Linked DNA regions of Gossypium hirsutum: region 2 is linked to region 1. Evidence: chromatin contacts called from public Hi-C data. All regions are on one chromosome and are shown on one strand. Each heading gives the region's core, a stretch centred on a gene start, on an enhancer-like site or on the middle of the called end of the contact. The rest is flanking DNA. Distances are from core to core; before and after follow the strand shown.

Region 1 (7,071 bases), core at 2,829-5,328:
TTTTATTTTTATTTTTATTTTTTAAAATATTAAAAATATTAATATAAAATATTATATTTTTCAATATTATTAAACATACATGTTTAATTATTTATATTTAGTCATATAATAAATTATTAATCTAATTTATTATTTTAATAAATTATTTAATATTTCAATTTTATTTTAGTAATAATTTTTTAAAATAATAATTTTAAATAATATTCTTCACATATTAAAAAATTCAATATTAATATTTTAATAATAAATATTTATTACAATTATAAATATTTTAATAATAAATGTTTTTGTAGTATAAAGGTTAAAATATGTCATAAGTTTATGTACTCTTCACAAATTTGCAATTTAGTCTTTGTACTTTTATTTTCAAAAATTTAGTCCCTCTACTTTTCAAATTTGAAAATCAAGTCCAATTGTTTACATTGTTATAAATTTTTTTGTCAATTTTGTTGATGTCACATTTTTAAATAAAAAATACTCACTTGGTAGTCATATAACTAAAAAATGACGTTGTAATGAACCTGAATTTAACAAAATATTTTTAATATATGAAAAAATAACATAAAATATAAATTTGTAGATATAAAATAAACTCAATTAAACAATGTAAAGATAACAAAATCTTAAATGTATGTTTGTTTCATTGAAAACGGCTTTTATGAAATATTTTTAAGAAATCTGTCAAACAATAGAAAATATTTTACACAGATTCATCTAAATACCAAAAAATATTAACTTTTCCAGGAAAGTAAGTCATTTTTTAGAAATTATTTTCAGGGAACCATTTTCAATGAAACAAACAGACCCTTGGTGTTACTTTCATAAGTACTTGGATACCCACTGCTATTATATAGTATTTTCATGACACTGCTATTGAGTTCATTATATAGTCTTTTTATGATCACGAAATGATTGGATAATGGATTTTGGACATATTATTTAATAAAAAGTATGAAATTCAAAATTTGTGGGTGTCGAGGTTACAAAAAATAATGATATCAAAGTCAAAATACTTCATCAGTGCATATTTAAAACTAAAATAGTTTTTAAATATTTCTATAATTTATTGTATGATTAATATTTTAACAATTCAACTTTTACATTTCATATTTCATTCACATAGATAATATATATCGAGTTTTGAGTATATTAAAAATATCTAAATATTTAATTTATGAAGGTAATTCAATTGTTAAATTAATAGAGATAGTATCATGAAAGAAATATCAAATTGATTCAAAAATATTATGAATACTAAGACTTCAATTAGGTGCTTTATTAATTGGAAAACTGATTGCACAAGGGTTCCAATAACGAGAGTCTATTTGGTACCGAGCAAAATGCATTGTTATGATAGTGAAGAAAACAACAAAATTTAGGTTCCACTCACGTAAACATTATTGCCCGTATCAATCATATCAGTAGGTACCGGTCGAATAGAAAAAACCAATAAATGAGATGTTTATATTTGCTGTATGGTACGATTTAGAAGTTTATTTAATAAATTTGCAAATATTTAGTTTATGAAAGCAAATCCATTATCTTTTAGAGGTAAAAGCAAATTAAGGAAAAGATATGATTAGAGACTGAAATCTACCAAAACGCAAAAATACAGCATGATTTCATAATAAATAATTCCGCAACTTCAACGAAAATCATAAACAAAAGTTTCAAGCCACCTTGGAAAACCAAGGGGGCACCTCTTGACAATGACAAGATACAGTAGTAAATTAAACAAAACCAGGTAACGCTAGAGACCACCCATAGATATGCCACCGTCTGTCAAGCACCCAATACTGAGAACAGTTACCAGACAACAATGGCAACACACTATAACATGCAAAACCAAGCAAAAGACCAACTATATCATAAATGATAAAGTCTATCAAACTATTATTATGATAATAAAATACTCCATCTGCGGAAACTTCATTAGATTTAACCAGCACGGTTCACTTCTTCTTAGCAGCAGACTTGGTGACCTTGGCACCGGATGGGTCCTTCTTCTCAACATTCTTTATAACACCAACTGCCACGGTCTGACGCATGTCCCTCACAGCAAAACGGCCCAAGGGTGGGTACTCAGAAAAGGTCTCCACAACCATGGGCTTGGTGGGAATCATCTTAATCATACCAGCATCACCATTCTTCAAGAACTTGGGTTCCTTCTCAAGCTCCTTACCAGATCGCCTGTCAATCTTGGTCAAAAGTTCAGCAAACTTAACAGCAATGTGTGAGGTGTGGCAGTCGAGGACTGGGGCATATCCGTTTCCAATTTGTCCAGGATGGTTCATGATGATGACCTGAGAAGTGAAGTTTGCAGCCTCCTTAGCAGGATCATCCTTGGAGTTGGATGCAACATAACCACGCTTGAGATCCTTAACAGCAACATTCTTAACATTGAACCCAACATTATCACCAGGAAGTGCCTCTGTAAGAGCTTCATGGTGCATCTCAACAGACTTAACTTCAGTGGTCAGACCGGTAGGACCAAAGGTCACAACCATACCAGGCTTCAAGACACCAGTTTCAACACGACCAACCGGGACAGTTCCAATACCACCAATCTTGTACACATCCTGAAGTGGTAGACGGAGAGGCTTGTCTGAAGGCCTCTTGGGCTCATTGATCTGGTCAAGAGCCTCAAGAAGTGTAGGGCCCTTGTACCAGTCCAAGTTGGTAGACCTCTCAATCATGTTATCACCCTCAAAACCAGAAATGGGAACAAATGGAATCTTGTCAGGGTTGTATCCAACCTTCTTCAAGTAGGAAGAGACTTCCTTCACGATTTCATCATACCTAGCCTTCGAGTATTTAGGGGTAGTGGCATCCATCTATACAGAAAAAACAAACAAAAATTAGCATCAAAGTCTCCCAATAACACAAATGTAAACAGATAATGATTTTTACCTTGTTGCAACAGCAAATCATTTGCTTGACACCAAGGGTAAAAGCAAGCAAAGCATGCTCACGAGTCTGACCATCCTTGGAGATACCAGCCTCAAAACCACCAGTGGTGGAATCAATAATCAAAACAGCACAGTCAGCCTGCGAGGTACCAGTAATCATGTTCTTGATAAAGTCACGGTGTCCAGGCGCATCAATCACAGTGCAGTAGTATTTGGTGGTCTCAAATTTCCACAAGGCAATATCAATGGTGATACCACGCTCACGTTCAGCCTTGAGCTTGTCAAGCACCCAAGCATACTTGAATGACCTCTTGTTCATCTCAGCAGCTTCTTTCTCAAACCTTTCAATCACACGCTTGTCAATACCACCAAGCTTGTAGATCAGGTGGCCAGTGGTGGTCGATTTTCCGGAATCGACATGGCCAATGACCACAATGTTAATGTGAGTCTTTTCCTTACCCATTCTGTTTCACTGTACAAAACCACAAGAACAAAAAGAGGGGAACAGTTAAAATCAAAATATTAAAAAAACGTACATATGAAATTTCACATGGATCATAAATGTGTTTTCAAAAGCTGCTAGAAAGAAAATCTCTAAACTCAGAGCTAGGCTGATTAAAATTCATAACTCAGAGATGAAGAAAGACATGGTCTCAACTAAGCTTATGTTGAACAATAATAAAAAGAGAAAATGAGAAGACAAGTTGTTTACCCAAGGCAAACAGTATCATTCCGAAAAAGCAAAGTAAACAAAAATATACACCAAAATAATTTCAGATCACCTTATTATCTTAGATTCGATCCAATAAAAACAAGATCTATCGCGAAATCAACATTGAAAGAGAAAAAAAATCGAACCTCAAAAATACAGATTAAAATCAACAACAAATCATAAATCTCAACACAAGATGAATCCATATATATATACAAAGCTTCAAATCATCGTCTTAGATAAAAATAATAGAAGAAAAGAAAGGATAATGAGATGAGACTACTCGCCTTGAAATCGAGGTCACAAGAGCAGTAGACGGCGAAGGAAGGAACAATAAAATGAAAATGAAGAATTGGGGTAACCGGTAAGGGCTCTGCCTACTATATATATTGAGAAAAAGCAACAAGAGCTAGGGTTAGGGTTACACAAGGAGATCCAATTAAGGCAGTTTTACGAAATTGCCCTTGTATTTCGTTTGATTGACTACAGTTAAAGCCGGGGGTTCTCTGGGAACTCTCTGGACACTATCGAAACTACTGGCGAAACGCTGTCATTTGTATTTTACTTAAATTTATTAATTAACTTTTTTATGTCACTATTTACCCATTTAATTATTTCATTTTAATTAATTAAATATTTCACTTAATTAGAGTAATTATTATTTAAAAAATATACAATTATACAATTAATTTTATTTATTTCATGTAATATAAAATAATTAAAATATTTTATAATAAGATATTAATTATCTATAAATTTTAATAGTTTAAATAATATAAGCATTTCAAATATAAAATATTTATCAACTATGAAGTAAATTTATTCTCTGCTTTGTAGCATTCTTGTCTTTGCTTTATAGCACGTTTTTCCTTTTCTCTATTTTCTAGTTTCATTGCTCTCTATTTCCACCATTGTTAAAGGATGACAGATGTGGAAGAGAATATTGCCAATCTATCCCATGGGATGAGGAGGATGAGGTGTTGTAGTTGGGTACAAAGAAACCAGATTCAATGGTCTCTTTTGATAATTGTTTTGTGGGCTCTTTTCTAACGTCGAGTCTAGTTAATTTTCAGTCAATGCAAGCAACTTTGGCAAACGTTTAGCATTCGATTGAGGGTATTTCGATTTCTGATCAGAATGAAAGAAGGTATATTTTTTGATTATATCATACGGTGGATGTAAACAGAATTAAGGCTGGAGGACCATGGAATTTCAATTCTCATCTTCTCGTTATGCACCAGTTAAAAGATGGGGACGAACCAATGGTTATGCCACTGTTTACTGTAGATTTTTGGGTTCTATTCCATGATCTACCGCATGGGTTCATGCCCGAGATGGTGGCAAAGCAACTAGGTAATTTTATTGGGGTGTTCCTTGAGTATGATGTGAAAGTTGTTTCATTGGGGTATAAAGGAATAATGCAAGTAGGCGAGTGGTTTTTTACTTTCTTTGTGGAAAACTTGGTCATGGGGAAAGTTTTTGTCTTGTTAGGATTCTCCAAGAAAAGTAAGATTTTAAGTTAGGGTTGGACATCTCCCTTCAAGCTCCGACTAGGCAAGCGATGGCGCCAAAGAGTGTTTGGCTGAAGGAGGAGAATAGTTTTGGTGCCCCAAATTATGGGGTTACCAATATTAGAATTTTGGGAATAAAGGGGATGATGCATGCTCGTAATCATTTGATGATCACAAGTACAATTGGTTATTCAATCATTCTAACAGGTAACTTGAAAACAAAATAACAAAGTAAGAATAAGTTAAACAAGATAATGGATGAAATGATAAAACTTCAACCCGACACAAACCCAAAAAAGAATCAACATTATGGAAGAACGTAACCCGTTTTCTACAAAGTTTGAGCAGAAATGGAAGTTGAAAGCAGATGATTGTGACCCACTATCTATAAAGAGATAGGAACCAGCAGTATAATGATCGCCACACTCACAAAAAGGGATGGGAAAGGGGAGTGATAATATCAAAAAAAGGATAAACGCCACAAGATTGAAATCTTGATAAGTTCAGAACAAACTCTCTCAAAGAGACAAAAGAGAATAAACTCACAATTTGTATATTGATCTTGTCTCCATAAAGCTTACAAGTGATGCCTATTTATAGGTGTCTAAAATGTAAAAAGATGACTCAAATGGTCATAAAACATGCAATTGAATGTAATAAAATGTCCAATTTGAATAACTGAAACATCCAAGCTTTGTAACAGTCATGCAAATTTATTTGGATGAAAAATGTCTCCTTTTTTTGAAATTGTCCATGCTGAGGTATTTGATTGAGGGAAAATGTATTCATGTGTAACAGCCCAATTTTGACCCTAATCGAACATAGTGGTTTTGGGACCACGAATCCTAGTCAAAAAAATATTTTAATATTATTTTTAGTGTCTATCGCATGTTAAGTTATATGTGTGAAAATTTCGTGTGAAAATTTGATCGTTTGAAGGCTCAATTCGAAAAAAAGGCTTAATCACATAAAATAAAAATTTAGAGGTTAAATTTTAAAAGCACCTATTTGTTGTTGTCTTTTTAAGTGGGAGGTCTAAAGATTCAGTTAGACCAAGAAATAGTTAGTGGGTGGCATATGACAACATTGTCCTTAATATATGTTATATATATTTATTATAATAAGATTAATTTAGTAAATTAGTAAATTATATCATATAATTAAAATAAGTAAAGAAAACATGAAAACATTCTTCATCTTGGCCGAATATTAAGCTTGGAGAACTCATCTATGGCTTCCTAGGGTTTCGGCATTTCTATTGTAGATTAAGCTATGTTTTGGTTTCGGTTTTTAATAATTTTTATATTTTTGAGATCGTTGTTTTGTGTACTACAAGACCCTTGCTTGAATTTTTGTAATTGTTGATTAGTTTGTGTTTTTCCATTGATGATAATTTGTGATTTGTGATGTTAGTTGATGAAATATGAAACATAGGTGTTAGATTAACATGTTTTGGCTTTGAATTTTTGGTGAAATTAAGTAAATAGGGCTAAATTGTGAAAATAAATTTTTGAGGGACTAAAATGTGAACTAAAAGAAATGTGTGGACTTGTATGAAGTCTATGAACATTCGTCCCTCGCATAGTGTGGGAAAATTTTGAGTATTTTGTGTTTTATGCAATAGGGACTAAATTGCAAAAAGTGTAAATGTCAGAGGAAAATGGTAATTTGCCCAATTATGTGTTTTTGGACTAAATTGAATGTGATAATATTTAAACTAGCTCATTTTGAATATATTTAGATCAAGAACCAAAGAAATCAGAGTTAGATCGGGAAAAAGCTAAAGTCGTCGAATAATCATCCGATTTTGATTTTTCATCGTCCGAGGTAAGTCTACTAGCTATTTAATGTTATTAAATCAGTATATATGTATGTATATCTATTGTATTTTCGTTGAGTTATAATAAAAAATTCATTGAATGAATAAGTTTGAAATATG
Region 2 (7,071 bases), core at 2,626-5,125, 110 kb before region 1:
TATTGCGCAATTCTCCCATTTAAGGTTGATATGCGCGAACCCCCAAACTAAACGGCGCCATCTTTGTTCTGTTTTAAGTTTTAGAAAAAAACAAATTTAGGGTAATATTTTGCCTTTCCCTTTGAAGCAGAAACTGCTTCTTTTAGGGTCTCCTTAACCCTTTGGCCGCCGTTCAGCCCGCGCCCCGATTCCGACGGAGGGGACACCAGCTTGATGACTCCGGCGAAAGGTAAGTCTCCCTTTTTCTTTCTTATTAGTATTTTAAAGAAATGAAATAAAAGATAATAATGAAATAAAACGAAATAAAATGTAAGAACAAAACCCTCTAAATCCAACTGAAAGGTAATCACCTCTCTTTCTATATTCTTTTCTTCAATCCCCCCACCCCATTTTACAAAATAAAACGGCTTTATATAGCCCGAAAAAGAAAAATAAATCGAATATAATTGCTATTTCTTTGCTGTTTCTTCTCTTTCGGACTCTTTAAGTTCGTGCTTGCAGGTGTTTGTGGAGCGGACGTGAGGAGTCGGCCTCGAGACGTGCGGCGGCTGGAGGCTTTGCTGGAAGCGGGGAGGCTGATGCAAGGGTTTCCTAACCCTTCCTTTTCCATTAATTTCGGGCATGGGTTAGGAATTAGCTATTGGGCCCGTTATTTGATTTGTAACAAAATTGGACTGAAACATTAGCCTTTGTTTCTGTTTGGTTTTTTTTTATTTAACAGGCCGAGCAGAAATTGGGCCCTACATATATAAAATATGTACATGTATTTAAAAAAGTTTAAAATATATATATTATAAAAATATGCGTGTGTATATGTATAGAAATAATAATAATAATAATAATAATAATAAATAATGATAATACTATTGAAATTAACTAATTTAATCGAAATAATAACAAAAATAACTAATTTAAACTTAAAACAGAAATTTGGGGCAAGTTTGAAATAAATAAAATGCAAATGGCCCAACTCGAATACGCAATTAATAGTGGAGGACCAAAAGGGAAATTAATCCCACCCTCCAACAAGTTGCGCAGCAACATGGACCGAATTGAAACAATATTAAAATGTGCAGTAAAATTTAAAAGAATTAATAAATTTAATTTGAAAACACTATAAAAATAGGGGACCAACTGCGCAAATAGCCTGTTTTAAAGAAATGCGCGGATCCTCCCCGGGTCGGATCGAGTCGTGCATAGTTTGAGCAAATACGATGCCGTTTTGGAGGCCATTGAAACAGGCCCCAAACGACGTCGTTTAATGCTCTATAAAAACCCAATTTCGAAACCCTAAAATGTCAGCCCTTCTGCCATTTTGAAATCGCACCGTGGCCGCCTCCCCTTCTTCGTTTCGGTTCCATCTCGTTCCATTAACGACAAAGCGAAGAGGACTCTCGACGACGCACAACGGTAAGTCCCCTTTTCCTTACCTTTTTTGTTTATTAGTTTTAAGAAACCAGGAAAAATAAAAAGAAAAACCAATAAAAAAACAGGAAAAAGAACAGTAAAAACATAACAAAATCGATCACCTTCAAAATTGTTTTTTGTCTTTTGTTTTTGTATTTCAACATTTTTACAACATTTGTCTAACCCCCATTACATAAATCAATTGGCTTTTTATAGCCAAATCTTTTTACAATTTGCTATATTTTCGGTTTTTTCTCTTGCTTGCTGCTCGTGGTTCTTTTTGTTGCAGGTACGGGCATTGTGCGCGGCATGGAAGGAGAACATGCAACATGCTGCGACATATGCGGTGCTGCAGAGGCTGTTTGCTACTGCGGCACTAAAGCGAAGGGGCTAGGGTTCTTTGATTCTGTTATGGGTTTATTGGGCTAGGTTAGATTTGGGTTTAGGCTAATGTAATTGGGTTACAATTTGGGCTTGTAACATTTGTAATTAGGCCACGTAATTTAAGTTTTTAAATGGACTGGGCACCTTTGCTTATTTAGGCCCGGACTAAAATTGAGTATTAAAGCTATGTTATATTTTTTAATCCATTTTCTGACAGACATTAAAAAAATTTATGGCCAATCACAAAGAGCCACATGGCGTCTTTATGTAAGAAAACAAAAAATATCTTTTATTAAATGTATATACAAATTAGATATATAAAAATAGAAATAAATATATAAAATTCATAAAAATATATATAATCTAGAAAAAAATATAAATTATAAAAAATTTACAAAAAATATGATAATTGAAAATAAATCATTTGAAATTAATAATATTATTAGAAAAAATTGTAAAAAAATTGTAAAAATTATTAAAAAAAATTTATTTTTAAAAAAAGTTTAAATATAAATTCTTATAAATTTTTAAAATATATATTATAAAATTCTAAATAGGTTTTCTAATAATGTCACGTGGTCGGTTAACATTGATCAATGCTCGTCCAATGCTAGCTAACGTCGGTCAACGGTAGATCAACTTTGGTTAACCAAAACACTTTTTAATTTGACCGATTGTTGACCAATGTTGACTGGATGTTGACCATTGTTGATTGTCGTTGACTAGTCATGTGACACTATTAGAATACACCATGTGTCATTTTTTTAAATATTTTATATATTATATTGGTTAAAAATATAAAAAAAATCATACATAATATATAATGAAATTAAAAAAATGTTTAAAAATATTTTTATAAAATTCTAAATATATAATCATAAATTTTAAAAAGTAAAAATAATATATAAAAATCAGAAAATGTTATAAAATTAAAAAAGGTATTTAAATTTCAAGTAATTGCAAAAAGTTTGAAATGTAAACAACTTTTTAGAATTTTAGAATTATATATTTTAGAATTTTATAAAAAATTAATTTTTTTATAATTTTTAAATTTTTTAATTTTTTTTTCTAATAATATTATTAATTTCAACTAATTTATTTTCAATTATAGTGTTTTTTGTATATAGGGTTAAATGAATTATAGCAAGTGGATCGGTACCAAACGGATGCATGAAATTAAAGTCTATATATCTAGTAGGTCTGTAAAGGCGATCAAATAAAAGGGATGATTTTAGATCAAAGCAATTTGATGAATTCCTTCTAAAAGCTCATACCAAAATAGTACTAGTTGATGAGCATTACTTCGGAAAAAAGAAAAAAGTAAAGTCAATTTTTTTTTGTTATTCTCTCGATTTGAGTAAAGTGCAACTAGATCTAGTATGTATGGGTTGGTAATCAGAATCTATATATGGATATAATTTATAGTGGGATCTGAAAAAATGAGCAATTTCTATTGGGCCTTTTATAATTTTTTTTTATAATTTATATGTTGTTTTTAGATTTTATATATTATTTTGAATTTTTTTATATATTTATGTCTATTTTTATAATTTTTTTAATGTGTATACACATTTAATAAAAAAAATATTTTTTCACATAAAAACGTCACATGATTGTTTATAAGATTTTTTTTTAACATTTGTAAAAAATAGACTAAAAAATAACAGGGGCATATTTTAAATACCAAATTGAGATAAAAAAATTTAAGTAAAAAATAGAAATATAAATATAACGTACATACTAATGAAAAGTAATCATAACTATTATTGTCAAATTACTTTAATGAAAGTTTTGTTTAGAAAATATTTAAAATGAGTTTGAAATCCCATAATATAAGATCATATTCTCTTATAATTATAAGAACCAATACTTGTATTTTCTAAGGGTCGGTAAAATAGGTTTTGATTAATCAATTTTAAAAATTTATATTAGCATTAAAGAAAGAAACCATAAATCTTAATGTGAGGAATATTACTCTTTAATGATAATTCCATACGTATACGTATAGTGAGGATATTGATGTGGCAGCACAAAGTCTTTAGATAGCTTAAAATAAAAACTACCCTAATTAGCATTCATGCCCTTTTGAATTGGTTGACCACGGTTGCGCCGCCCGCTTTCCTTTTCTATTACGTGGTGGCTGCTCCGCTGATATGTTGCCGCGAGTGGCGACGCTTCGGCCTTGTGGTTTTGTTTTTATCTTTCTTTTCCTACTTCTGGGCCATGATGGCCTTGGTTGTTTCTGACGTTTTGGCCCACTGGTTAAAAGCCAATTTAGGTCAACTGAAAAGTTAGTAATAATTTTATTTCTTAATTTTCAAAATTTAGAATAAAGAAATATTTGTTATGGTAATTACGCGGATGGTGGTAGGATTGATGTTTCAAGTTAAACTCATGTTTAAAAATGGATATCTCACCGAATTTAAATTAAATATCGAAATTTGAATTTTGAATCAAATCGAACTTAAGTTTTTTATTAGTCGAATTCAACTCAATTTTATTACATTCTAATTTTTCATATTAATAACTCAAAATAATTTTTTTTGAATATATATAAATATATGATTAATCTTACATAAGTATTGAAATTAAAATTGCTTAACAAGAAAAAGGATAGCATGGTTTTATGGGTATATGCATGGACCTTCAGCGTCAATAATTAGAATGTTGATGTACACTATACAGAAAACAAATTATACAAAAAAGAAAAACTGAAAGCTAAATTATTATTGAAGCCCCATTTGTCTGCCAAAGAGAGCAAACGAAAAAAAAAAAGATTTTCACTAAACAACATGATCCAAAATAATTAAATGGCTTAATTTTGCCCCTGGCCAATTACAGTTGTTGTGTCATCGGCCATCTTATTTTTCACTCCGGAGTTTCTAAGGAGGTGTGGTGAGATGAGGAATTGGCCTGCTTGAAAAGGGGTCACCAAGCTCTTGTTATGTTTGATGTGTTTTGTTAGTTGGATTAATTAACTCGAAATTGTTAAAGGAGGAGGTGAATTAGTTTTAAAAAAAATTGTGGTAGCTAAGAGAATAAATAGAGACAATAAACACGACGATATATAGTGGTTCGACCCCAATTACCTACTCCACTACCTTAGCTTTCCACAACTAAGGATTTTTCCAAATTCGCTAATTTAACAACCTTTGAGGATAATGTTTAACCTTGCAAACTCTCTTAAGGTTTCTACCCAAACCTTAAGACAAAACCCTTTCAAAGAGTGAATACAAATAGCAAACTAAGAAATAATCATTACAAGATTAGAGTGTTTGCAAATGAAGCACAAATACGAAGAGAAACACTTGATAATCTCTCTTATTGTTGTAGGGCCTTTGAAAGATGATATTTATACACCTTAATTAATTTCCAACCATTGTGGTTATTACAGAAATGAATAGAGCTGTTGGAGATGAAATAACCAATGCATTTAATTCACCTGCAACCACGAGTATCGATACTTGCTAACAAAGTATTGATATTTTTAGCATTTAATGCAAAATTCAGTGGTCGTTGGAGCTAGAAATATCGATTCCAGTAAACTTTTATCGATACAACATGAAATGTATCGATACTTGGCTAAAATGTTTGAGAACCAAAATTTCAATTTGGTATTGATTCTTGGAGAGGTATCGATATTGTAGAAACTATCGATACATGTCATATTTTTTGGCCTGAAGCAATATTGACTTGTTTTAAAATAGTTTTAACTCAATTAAAATTATTTTAACTTGATTAAAATTTGATTCAAAAAGTTTTCTAAGAGTTCAAAATAGTAGGTTCAAAATTGGATCTTTTAGACATCATTTGAAATACAATTTTGTTAATTTTTATTCAACTTTAACTTTTATTCAAAAATATTTTAATTTATTATATTAAAACACATTATCAAATAAAGCTCGATACAACGTGTTTGTTAGCCATGTGGTGGCAATTCCTTATAGCTGTGACTACCTTTTGTTGAATATTGTTGGTTTCATATTCGAACCCATTCATCGTACTATAAATTTAATTGATTAATTAATTAAAATGTACAACTTCAACGATGAAATATATATATATATATATAACCAAGTTAGACTAACATTATTAGAATGTGGAAACTAGTATTTTAAATATAAAGTTGAACAGAAATAGAAATAGGAGAAAAAAAAAACTTATAACTATCAAAATTGTGGTGAAAATTTTATTATAATTACATGAATTAATTGAATTGAACTAGAAATTGAATTTAAAAATAACTTATAATAGTCAATAAATTAATGGTGATGGATGTTGAATTCATCAAAAATAATATTTCTATATTTAAATAGTAAATAAATAACAATATAGGAAGTAGCGTTAATCTCACAGGGATTGGGGTATTTAAAATTGTTATTCGGTTTAAACAGGTTGCGCGCCTAGGCAGTTGTCGTGCCCATGACGTGTGACGATTTGTGTAAAAATAGAAGGAAGAATTTAAATATGGTAAAATTAAAAATAATAAAGATAATTGATACCGAAATAACGGTAAAAATAAAAAAAAGAAGAAGCAAAATTAAATTGAATAAACCAATGTGATTAAATTCTAACTCCAGGCTCAATTTTGGCTCCGGTTTTAAAACGACCATTGATAACAAATCTTCTCTTTTAATTGATAAGTCAGTTATAGTGATCGAGGATGCCTCAGACCACCAACCCTTCTGTGTATAAATTAATTACGAGAACACTCAACAACTAACCCTTATTGGATGAATAACCACGAAACATGCGTCCATGATTTAGTTCTCTAGTAGCCTTGGGAATTGGAAGGGCCCAACTCAAACCAACATCCTCAACTGCGAGATCGTTTAGATTCAGTTGTTATTTCCCTTGACCAATCCAATCAATTACTTAACTGGACACGCCAATGTGTTATTCAATAGACAAAATATGACAAGTGATTGATTCGATACTTCCAAATGTACGTCTATCAACACTAAATCAACTAGTTCTTTTCTACTTGATGTCAATATAATTTTGTGAGACGACAATATCTATTTTTTAACCGGAGAAATAACATATACCCTTTTTAAAAAATTTTATGTACAATTTCGATTGTCACGATATCGAAAAGCAAATAAAAAAATTAATTTATAAAATTAAAGAATGAAAGGGAGAAATTTTCTTGAGAAAATAAAAATAAAAATAAAAATAAAAATAAACATAAACGTTTTAAGGCGGCTGTCCGCCTCTTCCCTTTCCCACGTAAGTATATACTATAATAATAAACAAACCTATTAACTAAAACAAGGTGGT

What was found. A called contact is a pair of places that touch in the nucleus more often than the background predicts.
Region 2: a contact with region 1 is called in a Hi-C map of fibers, with 2.0 times the contacts expected there. The contact joins the enhancer-like site here to the promoter of LOC107953215 in region 1. A contact is called at or near these places in 13 of 34 Hi-C or Micro-C datasets (callus, fibers, hypocotyl and 2 more).

What each region holds. Positions count from the first base shown.
Region 1 is chrD07:17,632,024-17,639,094 of Gossypium_hirsutum_v2.1, reverse strand. It overlaps LOC107953215 (elongation factor 1-alpha), which reads right to left and starts at 4,078. Exons shown (of 3, transcript XM_016888454.2): 1 at 3,909-4,078; 2 at 2,911-3,381; 3 at 1,595-2,834. The coding sequence starts at 3,372. The coding sequence ends at 1,953.
Region 2 is chrD07:17,745,760-17,752,830 of Gossypium_hirsutum_v2.1, reverse strand. It overlaps LOC107956691 (a long non-coding RNA gene), which reads left to right and starts at 1,054. Exons shown (of 2, transcript XR_001700203.2): 1 at 1,054-1,410; 2 at 1,697-1,993. LOC121219450 (a long non-coding RNA gene) reads left to right here and starts at 59. Exons shown (of 2, transcript XR_005916211.1): 1 at 59-229; 2 at 502-800. Within about 2 kb of position 3,875, at least 1 of the 9 cell types and tissues checked has an H3K27ac peak or open chromatin away from gene starts, as enhancers often do. A contact at or near this core is called in fibers, where this site is marked.